Linked DNA regions of Sus scrofa: region 1 is linked to region 2. The links are chromatin contacts, called in public Hi-C maps. All regions are on one chromosome and are shown on one strand. Each heading gives the region's core, a stretch centred on a gene start, on an enhancer-like site or on the middle of the called end of the contact. The rest is flanking DNA. Distances are from core to core; before and after follow the strand shown. Region 1 holds the start of RNF11 (RING finger protein 11). Region 2 overlaps TTC39A (tetratricopeptide repeat protein 39A).

What was found. A called contact is a pair of places that touch in the nucleus more often than the background predicts.
Region 1: a contact with region 2 is called in a Hi-C map of retroperitoneal adipose tissue, with 2.4 times the contacts expected there. The contact joins the promoter of RNF11 here to the enhancer-like site in region 2. A contact is called at or near these places in 2 of 5 promoter capture datasets (fetal liver and liver), 11 of 47 Hi-C or Micro-C datasets (alveolar macrophages, embryonic fibroblasts, fetal heart ventricle and 6 more) and 2 of 2 datasets of contacts at active chromatin or transcription factors (alveolar macrophages and skeletal muscle).

What each region holds. Positions count from the first base shown.
Region 1 is chr6:160,909,966-160,912,999 of Sscrofa11.1, forward strand. RNF11 (RING finger protein 11) reads right to left here and starts at 1,748. Exons shown (of 3, transcript XM_003482086.4): 1 at 1,089-1,748. The coding sequence starts at 1,211.
Region 2 is chr6:160,844,024-160,847,485 of Sscrofa11.1, forward strand. It overlaps TTC39A (tetratricopeptide repeat protein 39A), which reads left to right. Exons shown (of 18, transcript XM_021096670.1): 13 at 2,859-2,950. Among named protein-coding and RNA genes, the nearest start is that of TTC39A, 39 kb to the left of the region's middle. Within about 2 kb of position 1,993, at least 13 of the 83 cell types and tissues checked have an H3K27ac peak or open chromatin away from gene starts, as enhancers often do. A contact at or near this core is called in fetal liver and retroperitoneal adipose tissue, where this site is marked.

The sequences.
Region 1 (3,034 bases), core at 498-2,997, 66 kb after region 2:
GGTGTGATGAGGCACTGATTTACATAGGTATGAGAAAAGAACAACACTAGATAATGATGTCACCACATGAAACAACAAAGGAGAAAACTAAACCCTGTTCAGGAAAAAAATTAAGGCACTTAACTATCCAAGTCCTTCTGGGAAAAAAGTTTTTAATCAACATCATTTAAAACTGAAAAACTAGACAAAAGGTTTATATATATACATAAATATTATGTATTATAGTATCTACGTATCTATTTTGAATTTTCTAAAGAGGTCTTTAGCTCTTTACTAATTGTGTAAAGACAGCTGAAGCTGCTGACTGCTGTGCAAAAGGCAATGAAGCTGTTTGGGAGAGAAGCCTTTGATACAAAGGGAGAACCACAAGTAAGAGAAGGTATTTCTCAAGTAAGGTTTAAAGGTTTCCAGAGTTCAAGATAATCACGTTCTATTAAGTCAGCGCGTTTAAAAGGTGTGTCATAGGGGTGGAGCAAAAGGATTAAGGATTAAAATTTTTAATTTACTATATATATAAACAAGTAATCCTTGGTGCTGCTCGAACCAAAAAAACTACCTGAAAATCTCCCGAGCTGAGGGAGAAATGAATGCTTACCAGATCCAATTAATCCTACCAGATCCAATTAATCCAAACAAGGTAGGGAGGAAAGGATGGTCACACTTGGAAGTATAAATGAGGTGGGGGTTAACCACCTATCCACAACCCATAATTCATCGCACCTGGCGATGCGATGTGGCAATCGTCTCCAAACCTCACAGTTCAGACTCCACGACTCAGACATAAAGGCAGGAAAATGTCACTTCCAAACTCCACAAGCTAACCACTAGCCACCGGCCAAGGGGACATAATCATATATCCGAATTTCAGAACTCAAGGACAGAAGTACCATCCCCACATCGAGGTGAAAGAGTCCCCCTATTTCTGGAAGTGAAGAGCAGTCGCCCTCAAATTCAGTCCTAAGCGTGTCAGTGCCCCTGAGGCCAGGTCTTACCGAAACCAAGGGCAGTGACAGCCCGAAGCCCCCACGACCTCGGCCAGAGCTGCCTCTGCTCCTCGCACCCCCCTTCCCCACACACACCCTCCGTACCTGATATGGCGGCGGCGGCTCCTGATCCGGCTCCGTCCCCTCGCCAAAGCTAGCCCGGTCGGACTGAGACTCGTGAAGCAGGGAGATGTCATCTGAAGTGGGGGATTTGAGGCAGTTCCCCATCTTCTGGGGTTGGGGTGTGTGATCTAGGGGAGGAAGAAAGCAGCGGCGGGGTCCTTCGCACGCTCTGCGGTCAGCCCCGGTCAGCGACGTGGGGTCGAGTGGCAGGCCGGGGCTCAGGCGGCAGCGGCTCCCCCGCCCCCCGGCGCCGCCGAAGGGCCGCTCATGCCAGCCCCCGGGGTTGGGGGCTTAAGGCTGGGCCGCGGGCTCGGCTGGGGTCGCGGCGGTTGCCTCCTACGAGGCGGCGGCTGCCTCCTACGAGGCGGCGGCGGCGGCGGCGGCGGCGGGGGGGGGGGGGGGCGGGGAGACGAAGAACTTCCCCACCCCGCCCCCCCGCGGGGCGGCGGCGGCCACGAAGCTGTTGGGCCTAATCCAGGTCAGGAGGGGGGGGCGCGGCCGTCGCGGCTCCCTCAGCTGCTGCCTCAGCTGCTGCTGCCCCCGCCGACGCCGGAGCCGCAGCCGCGGGCCTCATCCTACACCGCCTCAAAGCGGCGGCGGCGGCCAGAACGAGGCCAGCTGCGGCCCTGCGTCACGCCGCCGTGCGTGCCCTGGTCCCGCCCCCGGCGTTGGGAGGTGTAGGCGGCGCCGGCCCCGCCTACCCGGTTCCCAACAGCTGTTCCCCGGGCTGCGTCAGTCTCTGCTTCTCCGACAATTAGCTGGGGACCGAAACCTCTGAAAGCTCTCTTGGGTCTCCTTGCCTCCCCACATCCACTGCTCCCTCCCCGCTTGCCTCACTTCACACCTGTACGCTGTTTTGTCAGTCTTCTCACGACCTTCTGCCTAGTTATCTATTTATGAACCCGTATTTGAATGGATCACTCCCATTATTAACATATTAAAAGGTTTACCATTTATCCCTTCAAATAAAGTCCAGACTCATTAAGGAAACTTTCCTAGCTCCCCAATCGCTTCCTGATCCTCCTATATCACAGCCAGAAAGATTCTTCTTCCAACTATACTAACTGAATGCTCTATTTCTTTTTTTTTTTTTTCCCACTGTACAGCAAGGGGGTCAGGTTATCCTTACATGTATACATTACAATTAGGTTTTTTCCCCCACCCTTTGTTCTGTTGCAACATGAGTATCTAGACATAGTTCTTGAATGCTCTATTTCTTTCCATTCCCACCACCATAGTACAAGTTACCATCATATTTCTATTGTTGTACTTGGAACCCTTCCCCCTGCATTCACCATTGCCCCTATTCAATCCACTATTTGTTCAGTCCAGTTTTCTTTTTAAAATGTAAAGCTGATGTCCCTAGGGGGAATTTAAACTTTTTAAAATCTTCAATGGCTTCCCAATGCTGTTATGGCTAAGCATTAATTCTTAAATGGTTTACAAATCTGGCTACCTCCTCGATCTCATTAGACATTGTTCCCTGACATATTCTACACTCTAGGATGCCTAAATAAAGTAGTCCAGTTATCTAGAAGGGATAACTTTTACCTTTTAAAAGTTAAAACGCTAAGGCTTTACCCACACTGTTTCTCTGACAGAAACTCACTTCCGCCCACTTCTGACCTTATACCTCCCATCAAGCTAAACATTATCCCCACTTGTCCTTCCTGGACTCAACTTTGGTTCCACTGGGAAGCCTCTCCTAATCGTGGAGTCTGGTTGCCTAGTTGCCTCTCCCTGAGCTTTTCTCTATTACAGTCTGATCAAGCTGAATCATCTGTCTCTCCTCTGTGCAGGGCCTGGCACATTGCTTAAGGGAGAGTAGTCTCTCTTCTTAGTTGAATGAACCAAGAGCCCAAGAAGCAATGTATGTAAAGGAAAGAAATAAGAAGGATGAGAATGTTCCTAATGGTTATTCATTCGAC
Region 2 (3,462 bases), core at 743-3,242:
ACGTCTGAATTGAACCTTGAAGGAGGAGGAGTTAGGGTGGTGGAGGGGAGGAAGTGGGAGGGCATCCCAAACCAAGAGAGCAACCAGGGCCAAAGGCTCGGAAGCTAGGGTGCTGCCAAGAGGTTCTGGGCCAGCAGATGAAGGTTTGTGGGTGAACACGCAAGGGGACTGCGGAGAGACCGTCCCGCTAAGCCATTTATGGAAGCTTCTTGAGAACAAGGGCCGTCTGACTGCACAAAGCCTGGTAGGATTATCCAGCACAATAAGTATATGGGGTCAATAGGCAAACAGGTAACTCTGGTGACTCGCATCAGAGAAGGGGCTGCTGTTTCCATCAGTGTGGCTCCGTAACCTCCCTTGATGACTTGGACATGTGTGGGTCTCGCAGCTGTCGGTCACTGCATGCGTCCTAATTCTCTTTGACTCACTGGGGGTGTGCTGTCCAGGGGGCATAGCAGAAGGCTCTTTGAGGATGAGCCCGGCAGAGAAGGGACAGTGGCATTCCAGGGACAGGGACAGCACAGGCCAAGGCCTAGGTGAGTTTAAGGAATGATGGGAAATAAGTGGCCAGAAGAGGAGGAGCCAGGAAAGCAGGTCATGAGCGGCTGTCTGGGCGCTAGTCTGACAGTAGGGAATCCCCCTGATGCTTGTGGCTTAGATTCGTGCCTTAAGAGATCCTCCTGCAGTCACACCAGATCCCATTCTCGGGCAGGACATGGCAGCGAACCAAGCAAAGGATCCCTCAAGGCTTGTGTTCTAATGGTAGGAGACAAGAAACAAATACCTGTGCAGTGTGAGACAATGTCAGGTTCTGGTGAGTGCCATAAAGAAAACTCAGTCCTTAGAGTTCCCATTGTGGCTCAGCAATAACAAACCCAACTAGTATCCATGAGGATGGGGGTTCGATCCTTGACCCCGCTCAGTGGGCTAAGGATCTGGCCTTGCCGTGAGCTGTGGTGTAGGTCGCAGAGGAGGCTCAGATCTGGTGTTGCTGTGACCGTGGTGTAGGCCAGCAGCTGCAGCTCTGATTCGACCCCTGGCCTGGGAACCTCCTTATGCCGAGGGTGTGGTCCTAAAAAGCAAAGAGTCCAGGTAAGGATGCTGGGCATGATGGAGGGCATGATGGAACAGCGTGGCCAGGGAGGGCTGTCTGAGAAGAAATGGGGTGAAGGAGCAAGCCATGTGGCCATCTCAGTTAAGAATGTTCCAGGCAAAGAGCACGGTAGATGCAGGGGGAGTGGAGGAGGAAGCTGAAGCCGTGAGTTGATGTGTTCTGGAAACAGCCTGGAGACCAGTGTGGCCAGAAGATATGAATGAGGGGGCAGCAGTGGGAGATGACGGTGGAGAGGAAGCTGGGGGGAGGCTGGATAGGGCCCCACAGGCCATGACAGGGAATTTGGCTGTTATCCTGAGTGCGATGGGACATGAGGGGAAGACTTTCAGGAGTGATTGACATGATCTGAGTTTCAAAAGTCAGAGTGGCGATGCTGCGAGAGTGGCTTGCGGGGGCAGGAGTGGGAGCAGATCCGTTGGCAGACCACGTGCACTAGGGCAGTAGAAAGGCATCGCTGGTGGCCTGGAGCAGGGAGACAGCGTGGAGGCTGGTGCAATAACAGGTGAAGGATGGGGCAGGGCCCGTGAGATTTGAGAGCCAAATAGCAGGTAAAATCTTGAGGACTTGGTGGCTCACTAGCAGGGCAGGGAGAGGGAGCCGGCACAGTTGACACCGCCAGGTTAGAGATGGGACAGGGAACAGATTTCACTGAGGGAGCTGCTGCTCAGCACACCCCGCACTGACCAGCTTCTCCTCTTTTTGTGAAGGGCAGACTGAGGTGCTGAGGGCAGAGTGGAATGGGAGTAGCCCTGGGATTCACCCTGAGGGGGGTTGCCAGGTGCATGTGGCTTTCCACCTTCTGCAAAGACTGGACTCGAGGATGGCCTGCTTCCTTCCCCCTCCGTTTCTTTCTGAGCTGGTTCCTGGGTAGCAGCCCCAGGTGACTGTTATTCAAGACTCCGCCACTGGAGGGCAGCACCGAGCCAGGCTCCCGGGCACAGACTTCAGGCAAAGGGGTGCGGCTTTCAGGGATGGATTCTCTGGGGCGGAGGTGGAGGGGGGGCACTCTGCGGAGCGGCCCCTCCCTTGTCACTGGCAGCTGTGGATCCTGTTGGCAAGGCCCCTGAAGCCACACCAATCCGAGGTCATTCCCACTTCTGTCCCTGTTCAGCTCTGCGGTCCCAGGGAGCAGAGGTGGGATACAGCTTGCTTCCGGGCATCGTCTTTGCGATCAAGTGAGGTGATGCCCGTAAAGTACCTGGCACACAGTAGGCAGTGTCACCAAGGGACCCTGAGCTGAGCCCTGACCCGGGTTCCTGCTCATTCTTCTGGCCTCATACCTCTTCTTTTACACATCCCAGGCTTTCTGCCGCTGATTCGTGTCCTACTTAGACATCTCTGCCGTCTCTGGCTTTGAACAGGCTGTTCCCTTTTTCTGTCTCTGTGAATCGTACCCTCGGCATTCGAGGGCCCAGTCTGCCACAGCTGCTTCCCAGGAGCCCCGCGACCCCGTCTCTGCGCCCCTGTCCTCAGCACAGGCTCATACACCCACTAGCTCTTGAGTCCACCCTGCTGCTTCCGAGTGGGGAGAGCAGCTGCCTAAACACGGCGCATCGTGGAATTCACTCCCGGCTCAAGTCCTCAGCTGCCTCCGCTTCTTCCCCGGTTTCTTCCGCTGGGCTTGAGGATAATGTACTGTTAGCTCTCCCTGGGCCACAGTGAGGTCCCGGTGTGGTGTCTGCGCAGTTTGGGACTGTGACTGGAGGGCGGGGTGCTCCTACCTGACTCTACTCTCCGCTCACAGGCCACCTACATCTACATGAAAGCCGCCTACCTCAGCATGTTCGGGAAGGACGACCACAAGCCATTCGGGGATGACGAGGTGGAGTTGTTTCGGTGGGTCTGACCATTGCACCCTCCCCTGAGCAGAGGGAGGTGGTGTGGTTGTCATCTCCTGGGCTCTGCGCCCCCTGACCCTCTGCCAGGGTCCCCCCACATGCCTGTCACCCCCTCCTACTGCCGCTGCTCGTTAGTCCTTCGTCTGTTCAGAGGTTTTCTTTCGCAAAAGTGGTTTTATCAACATCCTTTACACGGAAGCACTTTCATCTGGGGGTAGGACAGATGTGGACACTGAAGTCCAGAGAGGTTCCTTCTGCTGAGTTAACCTGATACACTCAGAAAACCACAGACTTGGAATCAAACAAACAGGATTAGACTTAGCCTCTGCCATTTGTTAGCTGTGTCATCTTGGACAATTCCAGCATCTACAAAACGGGAATAACAACCTCTGCTTTGCAAGGTTCGTGGCAAATCAAATAGAGAATAGATTTAAAGAGCCTGGCATAGGGCCTGGAGCCACTAAGTGGAGGCTGCTTTTATTCTTATCTGCACTGCTGTGTTTGCCTCCT